3 separate regions of the Mus musculus genome follow, and regions 2 and 3 are each linked to region 1. A link is a contact called in public promoter capture Hi-C data. All regions are on one chromosome and are shown on one strand. The core of a region is the stretch at or near the end of the contact, and the rest is flanking DNA. Distances in the headings are between cores, read along the strand shown. Region 1 holds the start of Ndufaf5 (NADH:ubiquinone oxidoreductase complex assembly factor 5). Region 2 holds the start of Cfap61 (cilia and flagella associated protein 61). Region 3 holds the start of Gzf1 (GDNF-inducible zinc finger protein 1).

Evidence for each region. Promoter capture Hi-C pulls out the DNA fragments that hold promoters and counts their contacts.
Region 2: a contact with region 1 is called in a promoter capture Hi-C map of pre-B cells, with 3 times the contacts expected there. The contact joins the promoter of Cfap61 here to the promoter of Ndufaf5 in region 1.
Region 3: a contact with region 1 is called in a promoter capture Hi-C map of pre-B cells, with 2.7 times the contacts expected there. The contact joins the promoter of Gzf1 here to the promoter of Ndufaf5 in region 1.

What each region holds. Positions count from the first base shown.
Region 1 is chr2:140,168,763-140,172,686 of GRCm38.p6, forward strand. Ndufaf5 (NADH:ubiquinone oxidoreductase complex assembly factor 5) reads left to right here and starts at 1,884. Exons shown (of 11, transcript NM_027093.4): 1 at 1,884-2,171; 2 at 3,265-3,305. The coding sequence starts at 1,950. Esf1 (ESF1 nucleolar pre-rRNA processing protein homolog) reads right to left here and starts at 1,796. Exons shown (of 14, transcript NM_001081090.1): 1 at 1,715-1,796.
Region 2 is chr2:145,933,018-145,936,928 of GRCm38.p6, forward strand. Cfap61 (cilia and flagella associated protein 61) reads left to right here and starts at 1,767. Exons shown (of 27, transcript NM_001369121.1): 1 at 1,767-1,823. It overlaps Crnkl1 (crooked neck pre-mRNA splicing factor 1), which reads right to left and starts at 1,683. Exons shown (of 14, transcript NM_025820.3): 1 at 1,537-1,683. The coding sequence starts at 1,587.
Region 3 is chr2:148,679,009-148,682,762 of GRCm38.p6, forward strand. Gzf1 (GDNF-inducible zinc finger protein 1) reads left to right here and starts at 2,112. Exons shown (of 6, transcript NM_028986.3): 1 at 2,112-2,207. Gm46771 (a long non-coding RNA gene) reads right to left here and starts at 1,936. Exons shown (of 2, transcript XR_001783505.2): 1 at 1,817-1,936; 2 at 1,270-1,437.

The DNA of each region.
Region 1 (3,924 bases), core at 634-3,133:
ATTTTTATAGTTCTAGCTTGTACTTGCCATCAATTAAAAGATTATTCTTGGTGCATAGAGCCACACACGTAAAACCAAGATTCTGAAGGCAGAATCATGCTTATTATGAGGCCAGATCTTAGATAGTTTCATAGGGAATTGGTGGTCAGTCTGGGTTACCTAGTGAGATTGTTTCAAGAAACCAAAGACAGATGCTGGGGAGAAGGCTGAATCAGCGAAGCGCTTGTAATACAAATACAACATGGATTTGATACTCCAGAACACACACACATAAAACAAACAAACAAACAAACAAACAAACCCTGAATGCCTGTAATCCCAGAGACAAGAGGACTCACTCCCTAATCATCCAACTTAGCTTACTTGAGGAGCTTCAGGTTCCAATGAGAGGTTCTGCTTAAAAAAAAAAAAAAAAGTGGAGAGCAATTGAGGAAGACACTAGCCATCACCTCTGGCTCCATATACAAGCACCCTTCCAAACATATGAGCACACACGTGCATGGGTATGTGGGCTGATGTAATCATCTACAGATGCAACAGACACAGGAAGACAAAAACAAAAGATTCTGAAATCTCAGCTGGTCTAATTGGGTTTTCATAGTCTTGTTTCATTCTCTTTGTTAATGTTTACTTCATAATTGCATAAGCTTTTGGTTTTACAAAGCTGTCTCTTAACTAATGAGGGGCATTTAAAAAAAAATCAAATCAGATTTACCTTAGTGTTATTTCTATAAATCCTAGTTTCTATCAAGACCCAAATTAGTCTCAAACTACAGTTAACAATTGTCACGTTCTTCTTAATAAATTTTTCCATGTGTATGGGTGTTAAGTATTCATGTGTGTCTGCATATCACTTCTGTGCCTCCTGCCCATGGACGCCTGAAGAGGTCTTCTGAGCCCCTGGAACTGGTTTTACTGACTGGACAATAGTCAGCCATCAAGTGGATGCTGGAAATTTAACCTAGGTCCACTGAAGACCAGCAGCCAGTGCACTTAACCACTGAGCAATCTATCCAGTCCCAAATGTCGCTTTTTTATAACATTTTATTCTCAAAGTGACTAAGGCCTAGATAGGCTATAAACACACAAAAACGCTCACAGAAGTTTGTATGCCTAATGTTCCTTTGTAAAGCGTCCCTGGTGGTTGGATTTCTCCAGATTTCAACTTTGCAAAAAAGTCAGAAGTTTCTGTATGAATAAAAGCTGACTGACCAAACAAGACAGTATTTACGCCCCTCACTCCTGCGACAGACTGTACGCCATCACAACAGGCTAGCCTAGCCTTGAACTGCAATCACTTCTGTCTCTCGGCCTCAATACTGGAATTACAGTGTTGCTTTACTTCAGAACCCTTTACATTCTAATAGAGAGAGAGAGAGAGAGAGAGATACTACAACACCTGGAACAGCTGTACGACACAGCTACCACCTCAACCAACTGCAGTGCGTGTGAATGTTGGAAATGGAAGCCCACGGCGAACATGGGATGTTCAGAGGAGCGAAAGCAACTGGACAGCACTTGAAACGCTTCCCGGTCTCCCTCAAGTCCACCCACCCTCTGGCCTGGGAGCTCCAGGTCAGCTCGTCCCGAACCATCTTCCCACCTCACAAACTTTCGGGGCAAGTTACTCGGCTGCGTTCTCTGTCTCTCTCGAGAAGCAGCTCTGAAGAGAACAATGAGGCCAGAAAGGGACCGGACTATAGGGGCTACTCACAAATCCCAAGGAGAGCCCGACGGGCGACCGCACAGTTTCCCACCACTCTTCTCAGATCCCAGTCTGAGTTCACATGGAGCGCACTCCCACAATCCTCCGCGAGACGCTCCGTCTTAACGGCACGCGAGCTGGGCCAAACTACTTCAACCTTCCGCCTTGGAACTGCGCTAGTCGTAGTCCCGTTGGCGCATGCGCCTAATAGAAACCATGCCCTGCTGTGGCGCCCGGGCTGAAGATGCTGCGAAAGGTCGTTCTTTTGCGCCTCTGCCCACTGCTTGGCCGGCCAGCGGTCTCTGCATCGAGCGGCAGTCGCAGGGAGGTCGCTTCTGGTGTCCCTCCTTCGGGCAGCACCTCGCCCAGAGCCCTAAACATCTTCGACAGGGAATTGAAGAGGAAGCAGAAGAATTGGGCCGCCCGGCAGCCCGACCCCATGAAATTTGACTACCTGAAGGAGGAGGTGAGACTGTGGGGCTGCGACGGAGGGAGGCGTGGAGCCGGGTAGGGCGGACCCACCCACCCGACTGTGTGACCTTGAGAAGCTTCACTCTCTAGAGCCTTTCTGATTTTCCGGGAAGCACGAGAGGCTCCGATAGCATGCGGGGCAATCATTCATTCGCTTTGCAAACACTGCTTGAGTTCCAGGGAAAAGCAAGATCATTTAGGAGTGAGTAGGAGACACATAGACAGGGAATGTAATTGCAGCAAAAGGAAGGTGAAGAAAAAGTGAGATAGCGGTATTGGTGACTGCGGTGGTCAAGAATGGCTGTTATGGCGAAAAGTGAGAGATTAGTTGAGCCGAGATGAGAGATGGGACGAGTCTCCTAGGAAAAGGAAAAGTGCAAAACTCCTAAGGCCAAAAGGACGTGTAGAGGCCTTCAATAAGTCCTTCCATTCTGTTCAAGAAAAGCTTGTAAGAGACTGAGTACAAGGTGTGGATAGTTGACTGCATCCCGGATGACGCCAGTCCGGGGAAGGGTGGTACTTACCATACGATTTCTTTTATGTTGTGTTTAGGAGATGGTCGTCTATACTTTTCCAGACTTGGTGTTTACTAATTTGCAAGCATTGGCTGTCTTAATTTATTATGTAATATATACCAGCCTGACCTCGAATTCATAGAAATCCACCTGCCTCAGCCTCCCGATGTTGATGTTGGGTTTGAGTTTCCGAGACAAGGGTCTTTTTAATATATCCTGGTTTGGAACTCATAGTCACCGTGTATTCCAGACTGGCCTCAGACTTGTGGTAATCCTGCTTACTCCTGAATCGAAGGACTATAGACATAAACTGCCACACCAAGGAGATCGTTAATTTTGATTTCATTAAATTTGCTTCTAAAGTAATTTGCTTCCGTTTGTTTTCAGGGTATTTTATTATTTCCATAATAAAAAAATAAAGTATTTGTAAAGGAAGTTGCTGTGGGACAATAGCAAATGGGATAGAAGGAAACACTTCTGTTTTGAAACATATGTTGAATCTTAGGAAAAAAAGTTACTTTTCTGTTAAGCCTGCTTGGTGTATTTAACCCATTGACTCTTGAAATTTTCCAGGTTGGAAGTCGGATTGCAGACCGTGTTTATGACATAGCCAGGTAGGAGATGCTATTTCAGTGAGATGCAGTCTCTCCTTCTCCCTGCTCCTTTCTCCCATGCTCCCCTCTCCCAGTCTGTCTCTCTGTCTTTTTCCCAAAACAGACAACTTGCTCTAACTCCTAAGCTATACCTTGAACTAGGCTTGGACAGCCCACCTTTCTTAGGTTCTTAAGTATCTGAGACTATAGACCTGCTTCTCCAGTCCTGGTTAAGAACAAAATCTGATGTTGAATGAAGACTGGAAATTAAGTGATGTGAGTTTGCTACGTGGAGTAGTTGAGTATGAGAAATGTATTGGCAGGATTAGAGATTTAACTCACTGTAAACATCTTTCTTTTTAGATTTTTGAGATAGGGTCTCACTATGTAGCCCAGGAGGCACTCCTCCTGCCTCTGCCTCTAAATGTTGAGATTATAAGCATACACAGCCACTCCTGCTTATTCTTTTTCTTGTCCGGGAAAGCAAATGCTGTTTTCTTTTCTTTTTTTTTTTATTAGGTATTTAAATGCTGTTTTCTTCATTGGTAACTTTTATTTTTCTTTTTTTAAATTATGAATGTAAAACTTGTAGCTTTCTTCAAGCCTGAATGACTGATCTACTTCATGTAGCCCAAATTTA
Region 2 (3,911 bases), core at 517-3,016, 5.8 Mb after region 1:
TTTAAAACCCTTGTATATTTTCCAGGACATAAACTTCCTAAGAATGGCAGGGTGGTGGCACACACCTTTAATCCCAGCACTTGGGAGGCAGAACCAGGTGGATTTCTGAGTTCAAGGCCAGGCTGGTCTACAGAGTGAGTTCCAGGACAGCCAGGGCTACACAGAGAAACCCTGTCTCGAAAGAAAAAGCCCTCCTAAGAATGTGCCCAAGATGCCATCTTTGAATAACATCTTCAATTCTCCATGAGGGGCAGGGGGAAAAAAAAATCACACTCCTTCCTCTTTATAACCTGCTTAGAGAACTCCTCTACATATTTTAATCCTTCTAGTGGACAAGCTGGTTTTCCATGACATTTTAGGCCAACTGAAACTTGTTTTTACTAAGTCTCCATCATTAGCCTGTAAGCTTTTAGAGCACCTGAAGCTATAGTTCCAACACAGGAGCTTAAAAGTCAAATGTGTTCAAGTGCAGATGGACCCTAAGTTCTAATTGGCCTTTTTACTGCTGTGATCGAACATCACCAACAAAAGCAACCTGCAGAGGAAAGAGCTGACTGATTGGCTTACACAACTGGACCACAGTCTTCATGAATGGAAGACACGGCAGGAAGCTGGAGGCATACCAGCTGTGCTCAGTCTGCTCTCACAGACTACACCAGAGCCCCTGCCCAGGTGTGGCACTGCCCAAGTAGGCGGGGGGGGGGGGGGCGTCCACATCAATTGGTAATCAAGAAAATGCCTCACACACTTGCCAGCAAGCAAGCTTAGGGACGAATTTTCTTAGTCCAGATGCCTCCTCCTAGATAACTTTATCTTGTGTCAAGCTGTCAAAAACTTAGTCAGCATGCATTCCCTGGCTTTTATGACTCAGGATAGGGGTTTGGGAGCGGGGGTAGGGGGGAAGCTACCACATCAGACTTTTACAATAATTACATGTGGAAATAAGAACTTGTCTCAAGACAAAATGGCCAAATCAGACTTCCAGAGAATGACTGTATGTGATGGCTAAGTGCAAGATTTGACACTTATTAAGTATTGATGAAGTATCAACCACAGTTGGAAATATAACAATTTACTATCTAACCTAAATTTTATGCCATTGCCCAGAGCCTATCCTCTGCCATTCTCTTCACTGCCTAACTTTGATGCAGCCTAAGTGTTAACTTCCTTCACAAAGTTTACCCTCAAGTTTACAGGCACCCTTCTGGCTCTTGCCCATGGCATATCTACACTACTTGGATACATCTATCTGGGTTGCCATTTCGCTCTCTCTCCAGTTTTAGTGGAGCACTCTTGCCCGGAGTAAAAGTAGGGGATCCCCAGAGACTAGCAAAGCAAACAGTTTACCGAACCGAACCGATGCTTTGCAACCCTGGAAGGAAGGCTGGGCAGACGCGAGACGAGCTCGGAGTGACAAGACCCTGCGCCACCTCACCGACCACCTGTCTTCTTGGACCGCGGCACAGAGATCGCTGTCTCGAATCTCTGGTGCCCGACACCGCAGATGCTGTTCGGGGGCTCCTCCCGGTCGCCTACCTTGGCCACTTTAGGAATGCGCTGTTTCCCGGCCGCCGTGGAGGCTGCCATGACTGCAGCCGTGGAACTCGAGCGATCCTGGCCGACAACCGGACTTGAGAAAAGCACTTCGAACCGGCCGGCACAACAGAGTCAGCCACAACAAACTAGATACCGGAACCGGAACCGGAACTTGCGAAGACGACCTTTGACCGCCTCACCAGTCAGGGGAAACGCCGCGTCGTTTCCTTAGCAACTGTGTGCGCGTCCTCTGTGGAGACTTGCGGCTTGCTGGAGCTGCGGGTGAGGTGGGTAGGGCGGGCTGCGCCGCAGGGATATAGGGCTCTGGCGGCGAGGGCTCATCCAGGTCTATCTCCGGGATGCGTGCAGCTGTAGGCCGTGGCACCTTTGAGGGGCGTAGAAATCCATTTCAGGTGTAGAAACTCCGGGGAGAAGGGAAAAGCACCGAGGAAACCCTGCAAGCAGCCTGGGCAGCGGTGCATTCTGGGATTTGTAGTCTTTCGAGTTCCCGCCCCCTCGCCTTAGGCTTCCCCGCGATTGGACCAAGTTAATAATCTTGAAATGTGGATTTTTTTAAAAAAAAAATCAGAAGAGGTATTTTTGAAACAAGATGTTAGAGAAAGGTGGAAATTAGTCAGTAGCAAAGCACCTACAGAAACTGATCAAATTTTTAGTCTGTAAATTTTTTTTTTTTTTTTTTTTTTTTTATTTTCCGAGACAGGGTTTCTCTGTATAGCCCTGGCTGTCCTGGAACTCACTCTGTAGACCAGGCTGGCCTCGAACTCAGAAATCCGCCTGCCTCTGCCTCCCAAGTGCTGGGATTAAAGGCGTGCGCCACCACGCCCGGCATGTAAATTTGTATTATCTCAATTCTCTTATCCTTAATATCCTTAGCTATAAAAGGATAAAAGTATCTATTTCCTTAAGATTAAAGAAAAAAATCTGTCTCTGTAAAATACTCGCTAGATGTTAGTACGTATAATATCTGAAGTACATTAAAAACAGTGATTTAGCATATAGTTAAGATAATTTTTTAAAATAAAAATTTTGGAATTGACAGCAAAATTGGGAAGGTGAGCTTTTCCTACTCTTTCCCCACCCTCAAAGGACTTTCTACGATCCATCCCCACCCCGTGTCAGTTACAAGAAACTGTTAGAGTTTACTTTTGTAACAGTCTTGAGATTTAGGACAACGGCAAGATTTTTTGTTTTGTTTTGGAGACAGGGTTTCTCGGTGTAGTCCTGATTCCCTGGTTGTCCGGGAACTCACTCTGTAGACCAGGCTGGCCTGGAACTGTCAACATCCTCAGGGTACCTCCTGTTCATCCTCCCCCTCGAGCCTTTGTCCATCAATACTCCTTTTTATCAAGCATTTTGTTTGTTTGTTTTTTAATTCCTTCTTTGAAAGTTTTGCGTCTTAATCATAGCCATTCCTCCAGCTTTCCCCAGATCTACCCCACTCCCTATTCACCCAACTGTGTGTCTTTTTGTTTTTTAACCTTTGAAGACTAATTCGTATTGCCCAGATATTCTTGGATATGTGGTCTACTGGAGCTTGGTCAACTTACCAGAATGTTATACTCTTAGAGAAAACTCATGCTTTCCAGCAGCTAAAAAATGACCAATTTCTCCACTGCCAGGTGTGGTATTGTGTGCCCATCTCTCCATAAGGGGATTTGGTCTGGCTTGAGTTTGCACAGGTTTTGTGCTGCGCTGCTGTGTCCAGATGTTTTCTGTAGTCGTCCACTGCCTCTTGAGCGCACACACTGCCTCCTCTCTGATAGTGAGAGCCTTGGGGGCTGAGAGAGTGCGGACACTGGACTGAGGTAGCAGGGATCGATTGATCTATTTTTTTTTAATGTCTCTGTAGTTCTTTGTAGATGGTTGGAGTCATATACCTCTTCAGATTACTGTCTCTCATTTAGTAACGTGCATTTACGCTCGTCATTTATTAGTGACTTAATTAAATCCTTATGAGTTTTTTGTTACAGGTGGTGATGACGATGATTTGTTTGTTTGTTTGTTTGTTTGTTTGTTTTGGTGTTGTTTGTTTTCTGGTACAAGGTCTTACTGTGTAGCCCTGGCTGGCCTGGAACTCCCAGAGATCTACCAGCTTTTTGCCTCCCAAGTACCGGGATTAAAGGCTGGTACCACCACATCTGGCAATAGATAATTGTTTTAAGGAATTTCCATACTTGCCCAACTCCTAGTATTTGGGGAAAAAAATAAGTATGCCATGATATCACTCCTACTCTCTCTAAACTTTCTTTTGCAATTTTTCCAAACTACAAATGAGTATAGCCAAAATCAAAGCATTTGCCACAGCTCTAAACCATGTCATCCAAATATTCAAAATCATCTCGTTTCCCAAACAT
Region 3 (3,754 bases), core at 862-3,361, 8.5 Mb after region 1:
TAAAATTGTTCAAAGTGTAACCTGGGGCCAGAACCCAACAGGGACTTAAGGATGAAAGCCTATGTAAATGCATATGCTTAAAGCAAGCTAATAAAACCTTCCTTTGGTTGCGCCTTAGCTCTAGTTGGCCAGGCACTTTAGCCTGGTAGCTACCCACTGATGTGTGTAGATATATAAGTGTAGATAAATGTTAAGTGTTGCAGCTCTGAAGTGAAAGACTTGCCCTATAGAAATGTCACTGCCTGCTCTGCTGGGGAGACTGGGAGTCTAACAGCTGTCTGTTCTCTGTTCTAGGGAAAGTGTTACAGCTCACTGCACAGCAAACCTCACATAGATTTCGTTAGAAAACTCCAGGAGTAAAGCTGCCTCTGCTCCAGGCTCCAGGGAGAAGCAACAACAGTGAGCTGAATCATAGACCGGGGGTGGGGGATGGGGGGTGGGCGGGCGGGAGGAGCTGTTATACCGGATTTCTTAGGGGAGGAGCTTTTCAGGGCAGAGATTTCCGGGGTCAGGATTTCTGGGATTTCAAATCCTGAGCTTGGGGAGCTCAGCGATTGGTGAGTTTTCCTGCTCAGGGATTGGTGGCTTTTCCCCCACACCCCTTTTGTTCACTTGGCCCATGGATCTGGATGGGAAAACTATCCATGCCTCAGGCGGCTTTGGCTGAGGTGACATCTCCCAGAAGCCAGTAGTGGGAGACAGAAGAGGAGGTGCGGTTGTCAGGGCAACTCCTAATTGCCCCCCACCCCCACCCCACCCCCCTGCTTAGGAACGACAATATATACCTTTCCACCAGTCCAACTAAATGCACTCAACTTTCATCCCACAGAAATGTCGGGGCCCCTTGCTGGTCCAATAAAGCAGTCTCAGCCTGTTGAGCTAGAGTTTAAATACTTCTGTCTCATTTTTCGTACACATAGATTTCCCTTTTGAATATGCTCAGTTTATTCACACAAACACTCCCTATAATACCATGCTATTATAAAGATTAAGGGACTCCCAGCTCAGGGTTGGTTCATCAGCATATCGAAGCCTGCTTGGCTCATAGGAGCTGCCATGTGGTTGGCTCCATAACACATCTTGAAAACATTACATTATTTCAAATCACACAAAATGGTTTTACTTATATTCCAAACTGGGTTGTAAATCGAGATTTCATTCTTCTGTGTAGCAAAACAGTTTATGGCTTATCACACACACACACACACACACACACACACACACACGTGTATTCCAAGATATAATCATCAATATCTATTGAAGTCATAGTTTAAACTAACTTCACCTTGTAAGAACTTTTATTTCAGGTAATTGGCTTAATTCAGTGGCTAGATCGCCTCTTTGCAGCAGGAGCTAGTTAAAAGAACAAGGCATTTGGGAAGTTGAAGGAGCTATCAATCTCGTGGGCATTTCTACTTGAAATAGCCGGCTTCCACCCTAGAGAAAGACACGGTCTGTATTAAGACAGAGGCCAGTTAGTTTTCTAGAGGATTAGATATATTTTAAAGGGAGGAAAAAGCACTGTTTCGCTAAACTAAATGTTCAACGAAAGAAGTGACCAGAGACATTCTATTCTCAGCAAGAAGAGGTCTAGCTGGCTGGTGGCAGTAGGGAGGCGACTTCGTAAAGCTTTAGCAGTAGGTGGAAGCATGATCAACATTTACCGGGAACTGGAAGTGTCAGGCAGGATTTTCTAATGACCAGGTTTTAATTAAGATCATGAGTGGGATTTAAAGCGGAATGATTCAAGAAATACAAAGCTGCGCCAGCCTTCCCATCCCACCCCGGCCGTGCCCTACGCCAAGACTTGACCCACCGAGGCACCCCGGAAGGCTAGAAAAATCCTGCTTCCAGCAACCTGCTGACCAATGCCTAGCTGCGCAGCTGGAGCTTGTCCCAACTTTGTCAAATAGCTCTGCCCCCAACCACTGCGGTGTTCTGCGCAGGCGCGGCCTTGGATAGACGCTGGTGGTAAATCCGGGATCTGCTAGCTAGGGGCCCTGCTCAAACTCACGTAAGATCACGTAACCAACGGCCGGAACCGCCTTTGCAGCTGGAGGTGCGCGCGCAGCGCCTTCCTAGCCTACGGGGGGCGGAGCCCACTAGGGGGCGGGGCGCGCTCGTGGCGACCAATCCGCGGACCCTGCGGTCCGCTGTCCCTGCTGGCCTGGGCCAGGGTACGGGTCCGTGGAGGCACTGGCTAAGAGGTGAGCGTGCTGCCGACTGGTTCGTCTTCTAGGCTGTCCTCTGTCTTCTGTCCCTTGGAGCGGCGGGCTGTGGGGGATGTAGGCACAGGACGGGGAGTACGGGGGTGCGGCGGGACAGGCCGAAATGACCACGCAGGCTGGACTCTGGAGGCCGGAGGAAGGGCTGGACCTTGCCGCCAGAGTTCATTCTCCCTGCGGCTTTGGAAGATCATCGGTGGTCCGGGACTCGGGGTAGCCAAGGTGGGGTCAGAGGTGGTGCAGTCAGAGAGGCCACCGACACCGACCTTTATTCCCTGCCTGAGAGCCAGGATCCCTCTAGGGTGGGCAGGCTGCGGAGAACAGCGTCTCCTGGAGGCCTGGCCTGGGAGTCCCGACCCCGGGACTACTAGGCGACCTTGGTGAGGAGGCTAGGCCCACCCTGAGACGGCCGAATGCCAATGAGTTACAATGGAACACAGCTGTCACTAGACCTCAAATAGCCGCTCGCTATGACCGGTGTCTGCCCCCAGGGGAGGTAAACAGGGAAATCTGCTCAGGGCCTTCTTGGCTGATGGTGAAGTCGCTGCCAGATCTCCTGGAAGAACTTCGATTTCCCTTGAGGGACCAGGGCGAGGTGTTAGGAAATCAGGCTGGCCGTATGGGCATCGGGCCAAGAGGGGTCTTCAGCTTTAGTCTTCAGGCTGGGGCCGGGGATTCTGAAGAGCATTGGCCCTTGAGTACTTGCCTCTTGTCTCTCTCATACCAGTATTTCCTTTATTTAAGCTTCCTCTGTAGGTAGGTAGTGTTCCCTGTAGAGTCCCCTTTAGTCAACATGACATTCCACAGGTGCCAAATTTACAATTGCACTCTCTAGGAGTCTTTTCTGTGTTTGAGACTGGAGATTTTGGGTAGTGGTCTCTTGAATGAAATGGAGAGGCAATGGCAGATCCAGGTAGACATATGGAATCCAAGGTGATGTCTAGCGTCAGGTGAAGGAGATCTAGGAATGCTCTGGAGGGTGGAGACTTGGAGACCCATGTAAGCCTGGAAAAGGAAGTTAGATTCAGAGACAGAGGACTCTGAGAAGAGTGCACAAAGCAGAAGACAGGAAGTTGGGCTAGCATTTTGGAATCCAGGACAGGAATCTTGGGGGATATGTTAACTGCAGGGGAATAACCTTTCATTTGGTGAAGCTGGAGTTGAGGGGGTTGTTGACAAACTATAGTTGAACCAAGACGGGCATGAGGCTCCGGTTCAAGATGCCCATCAGCCAGCTAATCATACTGGCCTGTCACCCGTAAGATGAGATGTCCTTTACAGGTGTGTAGGAAGCCCACCATGAACCAGCAAAGGTCAGACAAGTTGGAAGTGTTTGCTATGTTGTGTTCCATAAAGGCTCAGAATGGCTGGGTCTTCAAGAGGAAGAAGTGAACGTCCAGAGAAGCTTCCCACTTGCTCAAGGTTACACAGTTTGTAAACGCTCTGGAACTTGAATTATTTCAGGAGAGCAGCTCAGTTTACCTGGTGTTTAAGGACATTGCAAATAAGGATGGGTTTTAAGCTATTTT